2 separate regions of the Pan troglodytes genome follow, and region 2 is linked to region 1. The links are chromatin contacts, called in public Hi-C maps. All regions are on one chromosome and are shown on one strand. Each heading gives the region's core, a stretch centred on a gene start, on an enhancer-like site or on the middle of the called end of the contact. The rest is flanking DNA. Distances are from core to core; before and after follow the strand shown. Region 1 overlaps RRAS2 (RAS related 2). Region 2 has its middle 65 kb from the start of RRAS2.

The links. A called contact is a pair of places that touch in the nucleus more often than the background predicts.
Region 2: a contact with region 1 is called in a Hi-C map of induced pluripotent stem cells, with 1.7 times the contacts expected there. The contact joins two enhancer-like sites. A contact is called at or near these places in 3 of 7 Hi-C or Micro-C datasets (induced pluripotent stem cells and stem cell-derived neural progenitor cells).

What each region holds. Positions count from the first base shown.
Region 1 is chr9:18,394,403-18,399,697 of NHGRI_mPanTro3-v2.0_pri, forward strand. The region is part of intron 1 of RRAS2 (RAS related 2); the gene reads right to left. Among named protein-coding and RNA genes, the nearest start is that of RRAS2, 58 kb to the right of the region's middle. Within about 2 kb of position 2,624, at least 5 of the 24 cell types and tissues checked have an H3K27ac peak or open chromatin away from gene starts, as enhancers often do. A contact at or near this core is called in induced pluripotent stem cells, where this site is marked.
Region 2 is chr9:18,517,318-18,522,523 of NHGRI_mPanTro3-v2.0_pri, forward strand. No RefSeq gene overlaps it. Among named protein-coding and RNA genes, the nearest start is that of RRAS2, 65 kb to the left of the region's middle. Within about 2 kb of position 1,469, at least 15 of the 24 cell types and tissues checked have an H3K27ac peak or open chromatin away from gene starts, as enhancers often do. A contact at or near this core is called in induced pluripotent stem cells, where this site is marked.

The DNA.
Region 1 (5,295 bases), core at 1,374-3,873:
GCACAATAGCTAGAATTCTTTAAATGTGACAGTTCTTGGCATTGTGAGATTAAGATATTAACATGCACAAAAGATTGTTGGTTTGATTGTTATATAAAAGATTGTTGCAACTTTGAAGTCCAGTATAATAAACTGTTTTACCTCTACTCGCTATGGACATTTCTTTGGATGTCTTAACTCTCGAAACACAATCTTAGTATTACAAGAATTTTGCCATACTGCTACATGCATTTATTTCCACTCATATTAATTTTTAAGACAAATTAATTGTTGGGATTTTTGGATATTTAGGTTCACACCCAATCTTTGCTGTGTCCTGTCTTCATACTTTGTCTACAGAGACCATCATCTACTGGCTACACGTAAATCGTAAAGAGCCATCCACATTGAAAGATTCCTCCTCCAACGAAACATCACTCTGGGAACTGCCTATCATAGAATCAAAAACCTCTTTCCCTCTCAAAATTCTAAGAAGCCATAGGTCAGAATATCCCTAAGAGCATTCTCTGTGTGCAGGTAACAAATACAAGCATCACCTCTCACCAAAAAGGCAACATTTTTGTTAAACTTGGGTACCAGATATTTGAGGCAACAGATCACCAATAAGTAATCAGTCCCAGTGATGAAGTGTCCTGGGTTTAATTCTAACTCTGCTATTCCCTAGCTGTGGGACCTAAGGCAAATCACTTTACATGTCTAATCTTCAGCATCTGTAAAACAGAGATAGGAACAAAATCCTGTGAAGCAGGTAAAATGAAATAATGCATATGAAGTGCCAAGGCATGCTGATTAATAAATGTCAACCATAATAATAACTATTATTTTTGTCATGCAGTTAAATGGTCTGAATTAGTGTTTTTTACTCAAGTATAAAGATTTGCTAAGCTCAGGAGTAGCTGTAATAATTCCAGTCCTAGTTACACTTCAGACCAACCACATGACCTCTGGGACTTGGTATCCAAACGTTGTGAATCAAGATGAAAGCTGGGGTTCTGGAAATAGTCTCTGGATCTGAGCAGCAACTACACAGTTAATTTACATAAGTAAAAACCCATCAGGCTGTACATTTAAGATCTGTACATTTTTTTGTACATATATGAATTATACCTCTAGAGAACATATAAATTAAATGGCTCCCTGCTGCTTATAGGATTCCGTAGTTTCTTTACATACTATGCAAAGCCCTCCAGGTTTTATGTAGTATGCAAAGCCATCCAGTTTGATCTGTGTTGTTCGCCATGCAAAGCCTCATTCCCACTACTTGAAACCCTTCAGCCAATTGTCCTTGCTCTCTTGATTTCACTCACTCATTTGTTCAGTGATCATGTATGAAGCACCTACTAAGTACTCCATAAAGATACTCCATAAAGACAAGGTCTCTATCTTCAGAGTCCAGTGCCTTTTATACAACCATCAGTAGTTGAGGTATTACTGGGGGCAAGAGAATGATTCGGGCATTTTAAGTCTATACCCAAGCCAAAAAACAAACAGCATGAAGTGCCAATACCACGCTTGTTCAGAAGGCAAGAGAAGTTAGACAGTTAATACTACAGTTATGTACAGAACTATGTATGTGTTCACTTATCAACACAGCCTCAGCAATTTGCCAGAAAAGAAAACAGTCTCTCTCCTGAAGTTATAAAAAGTTACCAACCACAGCCCAGAAAGGATGTTCTGTAGCAGAAAGAGAAAAAAAGAGGAAAAAAAAGCAAGCACAGTATTGCACTGAGCTAGACAGTAAAGGTTCAGGCAAGGATAGGGAAGGAGGGTGGACCCAAGGGCTCAAAAGAGTACACTGAGGGGAAAGGAAGGGTGGAGGATGGAGAGAGCACATGCTTCCTGATAGACATGAAAGGATGTGTGCAGAAGAATCCTAGTCAAAAGACAGGGAATACCCCCCATTCAAAGGGCAGCATGCCTTCCTAGTAGTATGGAAGGGCAAATGAACTTCAGTTTCTTTAACGTTGTCAGGAGATGTGGAGAAACATTTAGGATTAGGGAAGCTATCACATTCAGACAGAGATAAAATCTGGTCTGGCAAGCCTGGGCAACCCCCATCTCTACAAAAAATAAATTAGCCAGGCATGGTGGCACGCGCCTATAGTCCCAGCTACTCAGGAGGCTGAGGTAGGAGACTGAAGTCGGGAGATTGCTTGAGCCAAGAAGGATGAGGCTGCAGTGAGCCATGATGGCACCACTGCACTCCAGCCTGAGCAACAAAGCAAGACCCTGTTTCCACCCCCGCCTCAAAAAAAATTGATCTGGGTAAGTTTGTCAGAAGCCCCTAATAATGCCAAAGTATAATATTATGCTGGGATAAGCAGGATAATCCTGCTTACATGCCACTAGATTGCATAACAGGAGCTCGGGCTGGCCTCCTAAGGAGAACTGCCAACTCAGTATCTCCCCATTCAAAGAAGCCACGTTAAGGAGGAAAAGAAGAAGGAAGGAGAGAAAAAGGGATGAGTTGCCCTTCCGCCTTCAGTGGTAAGGAGCGACAACTCACTTTCTTCTGACACCAAGCTATTGGTGAAAGTGTAGTTCCCAAACACTGCCACAGAGTGGTGCCTGGTCTACACACTGGGACTGGTAATTTACTGGAAATTCTAGGAAACTCAGTGAATCCAGCACATTGGTTAAGTCTACCACCCTTGCATAGAAAAAGGATAGGCTAGCTCTAAGGTACCACTGGGGAGTTGTAAACAAATGGAGGGCAGTTCTGAGCACAGCATCATTCTCAGGAAAGTCGTAGGAGTTCTCTAAAACCATAGGGAATAGAAAGGGGAAGGGAAAAGGAAAGGAGAGAACGGAAACAGATAAACAAGTGTAGGAAAACCCTGAAAAATACTGAATCTGGGCAACGTGTATATGGTTGTAGGTTCTCTGGACTTTCGTATATATTTGACAGTTTTCATATTAAAATTAATTTTTTCTAAATCTGGTGGTAGCACATAAGGAAAAAGACAGTGATCCTTTTTTAACCCTGAGCTTTCACCTCATTCTACTCAAGACTACATCATGTAGAAGGCTGATATTTTTTCTTGCTCAGAATATTTTCCAGGTTTTTTTCTCTTTTCCCCCTCCCTCTTTTCTCCCTTCCTCCTTTTCTCTCAACACCACATATATCTTATCTACTTTGTCTTTTATTTTTTACTTTTATTGTCCATTTCTTCCCCGACCGAACTAGAAAGAAACTCCATGAGGGCAGGGACTTTGTCAGAGAAGTAAAGTGACCTGCTTAGTGCTTAAACATCAAATAACTTTGCTAATCTGCCTCTCTGAAAGTAAAACACACTCACACTCATCTTCCATTCCTGCTTCCACTGATCCCATTGAAAGTGACATATCCATAGGCCGGGCATGGTGGCTCAGGCCTATAATCCCAGCACTTTGGGAGGCCGAGGCAAGTGGATCACCTGAGGTCAGGAGTTTGAGACCAGCCTGGCCAACATGGTGAAACCCCGTGTCTACTAAAAATACAAAAATTAGCTGGGCGTGATAGCGGGCACCTGTAGTCCCAGCTATTCAGGAGGCTGAGTGAGGCAGGAGAATCGCTTGAACCCAGGTGGCAGAGGTTGCAGTAAGCCAAGATCATGCCACTGCACTCCAGCCTGGGCAACAGAGCGAGACTGTTTCAAAAATTAAAATAAATAAATAAAATTCATAAAATTTCAAATTTCTCATTCCCTTATTGGCCCATAAAACAAGGAGTAAATGTGCCACACACACACACACACACACACACACACAACAAAAACCAAGACTAACAAATTTTCTTTCTTTTCTTCTCCTTCTTGAGCTCCTGCTCAGCTCACCCCTTACCCCCACACTACACACAGATATCAGGTCATGAAACATTCTAGAAGCAAAATTCTGTGATTCTCTGCTCCCTTCCAGTTTAAGACAGCATTTCCCTATTATTACTTCTATCCATAAAACACGTACTATGTTTTTTAAATTATGATAAACCAAAATGAGATTTCATTAACTTGCTTCCTATTAATAGATGCATTTATATCTTTACTGGAGACAACATGATGAGAAGAAAACACAAGGGCTCTGGAGTCAGAGAGCCTGAATTCCAAATCCAGAAGCCATCCTACTTGCTAGCTGTTTGAGTCCTTGGGTAAACTAACACATCTCTAACTCCATTTCCTCAACAGAAAAGGGCAAGAACAGCTAGTTTAGGGAAGGCATATTCCAATGCCCACTTCAGATGTGGCAGCAAAGAAGTTGTAAGAGAAAAGGAAAAACTTCCCAGGGAGCTGCTCCCACTCCCAGGGAGTAGGGGGAAGCTCACAAAGTTGCCCCTCGGGATCTAATAAGGGCCACAGGTCTCCAGTGACTGCTACGTAGCCTCCATTCTCCTCTTCCAGGACAGAAGCGCTGGCTGAAGCTATCCTGTCCCTAGTCCCACCACTGTATCTCTGGTGTGTGGGGCTGCCTAGGGAGGCAGCAGAATTGAGGGAGTCTGAGATGTAAGTCAAATAGACCCAGACACAGTTCTATCAGTTTGCCAGCTGTGGGAAACTAGAGCAGCTCACTTAACCTGTTTGAACCTCAGTTTCCTTGTCTATGAAATGAAAATCACACCAACTTTGCAGGATTGTTGTGAAAAGTTAAAAATACTCTATGTCTATGTAGAGTACAAAGCCCAACAGATGACACACAGTAGGCCCTTAATAAATTATAGCTGATAAAGCCCAAATCACATCTTGCTTTCTTTGCAATGCTTTCAACACTCCAACCAGAAAACAATCTCAATATTCTCTTACCCTTAAAGTGACAACAGTTTGGATTTTTCTCAACTTCTGTCTTATTAGTAATAAGTTGTGATTTGGAAAATACATATACCAAGCTTAATGTATACTATATAATTGCTACTTACAATTTCCTTTTACAATTGCTTATCCTTTCATGTATGTGTCTAAGTGAATGTATGAATAACTGATACACTGAGTTAAACTCAATGGGTATAAGCATAAAACTTTCCCTCCAAGCCCCTCTGTGGGAAAGTTTTTCCTTGTTCCTGAATGAAATCTAAGGCAAGTCTCATAATTTTTTAAAATCATTCTTTGACTATAAATATATTTAGGCCAAACACAACGGTTCATGCCTGTAATCCCAGCCCTCTGGGAGGCAGAGGCAGGAGGATTGCTTGAGCCCAGGAGTTTGAGACCAGCCTCAGCGACATAGAGAGACCCCCATCTCCACAAAAAGGGGGGAAAGTTTAAATATCCTTCAGCCCCAAGAACACCATAGTTTCAATAACTGTCTTAACTGCAGTAATCAATA
Region 2 (5,206 bases), core at 219-2,718, 120 kb after region 1:
GAAGCCAGACAAGTGTCCAATGCAGCACAAGGTTGATGAGGGCATATGGTTTTCAGGTGAAGACTGGGAACCATGTTAGGGTACCAAGCCTGGTTGCCCAGCGGGGATGGGTTGGTGGGTTAAAAGGGATGGCCAGGTTGGGCTAGTTGGTCTATATATTCTCTTTGAAATTGCATGTTCTCTGACTGTAATAACTACTGTCTATTAAGTCTTTACTACGTGCCAGGGCACTGTACTAATTGATAAGTACTGTCTCACAGAAATCTGTTATCAATCATATGAGTTAGGTGATTTTATTAGATCAATTTTATAAAAGCAACCAAGAAGGTTCAGGCTGGGCGTGGTGGCTCACACCTGTAATCCCAGCACCTTGGGAAGCTGAGGCAGGTGGATCACCTGAGGTCAGGAGTTCGAGACCAGCCTGACCAACATGGCGAAACCCTGTCTCTACTAAAATACAAAAATTAGCTAGGCATGGTGGTGCATGCCTGTAATCTCAGCTACTGGGGAGGCTGAGGCAGGGAGAATTGCTTGAACTCAGGAGGTGGAGGTTGCAGTGAGCCAAGACTGTGCCATTGCACTTCAGCCTGGGCAACAGAGCAAGACTCAGTCTCAAAAAAACAAAAACAAACAAAAGAAACCGAGGCTCAAAGAGGTAAATTAACATGTTCAAAGTCACGTGGCTATTAAGTGGTAGAGCTGGAACTTGAATAGGGTTTTTTTGACTTTACATCTGGCACCTAAGCTCCTCTGCCACATTCTTGAACTCAGTTCTCCAGCATATCTCAGTGTATCCAGAAGCAATTTTTCTCCCTTTTTCCTTTCCCCCCTCCTCCCCTACCCCACAGGTCTCCACCTCCCAAGTCCACAAATGCCAAACTCACAAGTCATCTGTTTTGCCAAAATTCTGTTCCGATTTGATAAACCCTAGCTGGGCCAGCTCACTCAGCATGATTCAGCCGGAGAGAATAGCAAGGCTGCATGCCCGGCATGCCGACCAGCTGAGCTCAGGCAGGATGGGCGGCGCTCAGGAACCTCAGCCTGACAGATGGCTCCACTCGGCTGTCTCCACGGGCCTGATGCCAGGGGCAGCACTCGTTCTCAGCAGGAGGGAGGTCGTATGAGTTTCACATGCATGGATGTGTGTGTGTGTGTGTGTGTGTGTGTGTTTTCACATGGACCATGCAGGAGTGAAGCTGTGTATTATCCAGAGTGCCCACGTGTATGTGGCCGGTTTGCACGTTTGTCTGTATGCGTGTGGATGAATGCATGTGTGCATGCCTAGCTGTGTGTTTGTGTGTGTATTTGTGTGCATGCAGAAGTGTATGCGTGTGTGTTTGAGTTTCAAATTTGCATTCATGTAGGATGTGTGCTCATGAGCATGAAAGAGAAAGCTGGGGGTGGGAAGTAGGGGGAGAAGGGTCATGGGCTTTGAGAGTTGAGAATGTTGAATGTTCCCACCTGCAGTGGAGAGTTGCTGTATGCCCCTCCCTCCAGCTCTCTCTCCTCATCACAGGACTGACTGACATCAGCAGCAGCAAAAGGTCATATCAAGCCCAATGTGAAGTTTAGGCTCTGGCTATGATTTAGGTTTCCCAAACCAACTCCTTGGCTACAGTTTTCTCCTAAGGTAGGGGTACTTAACTGTTTGTTAATCTAGGGTCCCCCTGAAAAATCTGGTGACCAGAATGAATCTTCCAGGAAAATGCCCTCAAAACACATAATTTTATATGCAATATTATGGAGTTCTAGGGGCCCTCCAAAGCCTATCCATGGACCTCAGGTTAGGAAACCAAGTATTATATAAACACTTATTGAATGGCTATGATACTGAGCCCTTGTTAGAGAGATAAGTACATAGAGGAAGAAGATGGCCACTGTTTAAAGAGTACACAGTCTAGCAGGAGGAATAGATGTAAATGCATAACTACAGGGCACTGTAACAAGTGCAGTAGTGGCTGGATGAAAGAACTGGCAGAGCATGAGAGGAATGAGGGGAAGCACTTCTTGACGGGTTCAGGGAGGAACTCACTGAAGAAGGGGACACTTAAGATATACATTGAAAGATGAGAAGGCATTTATCAAACAGAGAAGATGCAGAGAGACTTACCAGGCAGAAAGAACAGCACAAAGGCATAGGGGATGCTGTATTTGGGGAATGATACACATGAGATCAGCCGGGAGCAAGGCTGAAAGAGAGTTTAGAGGTGGACTGTGAAGGGCCTTGTTCACACTAAGCTAAAGGTTTTGGCTTTTATCCTATAAGTAAAGGGGAACTATTGGAGCTCTTTAAACAAGAGAGTGACATGATTTAACTGATGTTTTGCAAAGACCACAATGCATCCGGCACTTATCCAGAGGTCAAATAAGTGGCTGTTGCAACAGTTCAAGTGAGAGAAAAAAGTGTGAACAATAGGAATGTATGGGAAACTAGTATATAGGCTTAAAGAAAAGAGATATTTAGGAGATAAACTAGTAAAAAACTAGATGCCCTCATTAAATGTGTGGGGGTTAAAAAGAAGAAAGAAGGAAGAGTTGAGCATAGTTTCTGTGATTCTAGCTTGAGAAGTAAGGTAGATGATAGTGCCATGCACTGAGATGGAACCATGATGCAGTTTAGGTTCTTGGAGGAAGATGAGTTGTGTTTGAGACACAATGTGAGATGTCCAAGTAGAAATATACATCAAGCAATTGACTATATAGGTCTGGAGCACTGGGGAGAGAGATTTAGAAATGTCAATTTGTGAGTCACAAGCAGACAACTGAAGTCATGGGTAACAGATGAGATCACTAAGGGAGAATTTAGATATCCAGTGAGAAGAGAAGCAAGAAAGAAGTCAATATTTAAGGGGACATGGAGGAAAAGGAATTTGTAAAGAAGACTGTGAGAGGGAATTCTTAGGGGTTGAAAGGATTGAAATAAAATCAGGAGAGGTATCTCCTAGAAGCTAATAGTACACAATGTTTTGTTTTGTTTTGTTTTGTTTTGAAATGGAGTTTCACTCTTGTTGCCCAGGCTGGAGTGCAATGGCACGATCTTGGCTCACGGCAACCTCTGCCTCCCGGGTTCAAGCGATTCTCCTGCCTCAGCCTCCCGAGTAGCTGGGATTACAGGCATGCACCACCACACACGGGTAATTTTGTATTTTTAGTAGAGATGGGGTTTCTCCATGTTGGTCAGGCTGGTCTCAAACTCCTGACCTCAGGTGATCCGCCCAGCTCGCCCTCCCGAAGTGCTGGGATTTGAGGCATGAGCCACCATGCCCGGCCTAGTGTACAAAATTTTAAGAATGAGGGAGTAATCATTAGTGTCAAAGGCTAAAAAGAGGCCAAGTAAGCAGAGGACTGATGTAAAAACCATACATAATCAAAAGACAGAAAGAAGACTGGAAGGAAATATAAAATACACAAAACATTAATCAGAGTTACCAGCATGAGGAATTACAGGAGTTTTTACATTTATCAGAGTTATTACTATTGGAGATTATAAGTGCTTTTATATTCTATTTTACAGTTGTTTATCTCAATGTTCCCAGTCCACTCCAGTGCATGTGGACCAAATTTGAACAATGAGAAAGAATACCCGGGGAAAATTTAGAAGGCTATTAGAAGACTTTCTTCCAGCCAAGAAAGAATAACAGGCACTGGATTTAACCTCCTGCCTAAAACAATTATAAAGCAATAGGCCAGGTGCAGTGGCTCACACCTGTAATCCAGCACTCGGGAGGCCAAGGCAGGTGGATCACCTGAGGTCAGGAGTTTGAGACCAGCCTGGCCAACGTGGAGAAACCCCCCTCTACTAAAAATACAAAATTAGCCAGGCGTGTTGGCACATGCCTGTAATCCCAGCAACTAGGGAGGCTGAGGCAGGGGAATCACTTGAACCCGGGAGGCAGAGGTTGAGGTGAGCAAGATAGTGCCACTGCACTCCAGCCTGGGTGACAGAGTGAGTCTCTGTCTCAAAAAAAAAAAAGAAAAAGAAAAAGAAGAAAAAAACAATTATAAAGCAGACAAAATTATACATAACTGTTTCTGACAGTGCAGGACACCGATCCTTGAAAGAGAGAGAGAGAAAAAAATGAGTCCTAATACTGCACAAGCTTACTGTCTGCAGTTTCCAGGCTGTAGTGCATAAAAGAGTAACCTAGGCAGAGCTGGAAGATTCTCTGAGTTGAGGAGACAGCTGATTATTCAGGGAGGCCAAGATGGCTAGAATTCACAGGGCAGAGTATCAGGGGGAGAAATTTGCATAGAGAGAACTCTAGAGATCTGCAAAGGGTTCCCATTAAGTCTTCATCTGAGTACTAAAGACTGCATGCATATGAGGAAGCTACTAGAGACTGGAGAAAGCACACTTCACAGAAACAGGTGGAATAATTCTTGGTGTTCACACAAGGTTGGAAATAGTTCATATTCCTCACAACCAGGGTGAATAAATCTCATAATACATTGAGCATGGGAAAATACTCCTAGAATATACTGTGCTCCCAAAGCTTCAAAGCAACCTCAGAGGCATCAAACTGTTTCCAAGCAAGTTAACTGCAACCTGAAACAAAGCTCAAAACAATTAAGGAATAAAAAAGCCTAGCACCCAACAATGTAAAGCTTACAATATTGGCGTTGACTCAAACTTACCAGACATGCAAAGAAGCAGGAAATTATGGTCCATAATGAGGAGAAAATCAATCAATAGAAGCAGGCCCATAATGACACAGATGATAGAAGATAAGAACAATAGAACAGATTTTATAAATACATTTCAGACGTTTAAGAAGACAGAGGAAAGCATGAGCATGTCGAGGAGAGAGAAGGAAGATGCACAAAAGGCCTAAATCAAACTTAAACAGATGAAAATTGCAATATTAAGATAAAAAATATACTAGATGGAACTAATAGATTAGATGTTGCAGAAGAAATATTAGTAATTCGAAGACATAGCAATAGAAACTATCCAAAATAAAACATAGGAAAAAAGATGTAAAACAAGGAATGAGCATCAGTGAACTAAATAGTCCTTAATATATATGTAATTGGAAATCCTAAAGGAAAGGACAGGGAGAAGACAGAAGAAATACCTGAAGAAACAATAGCCCCAAATTTCCAAATTTAATAAAAATTGGAAACCCACAGATCCAAAAAGCTCCATGAATCCCAAGCAGAAGAAACATGTAGACAACACACTAAGGCACACCATAATCAATTTACT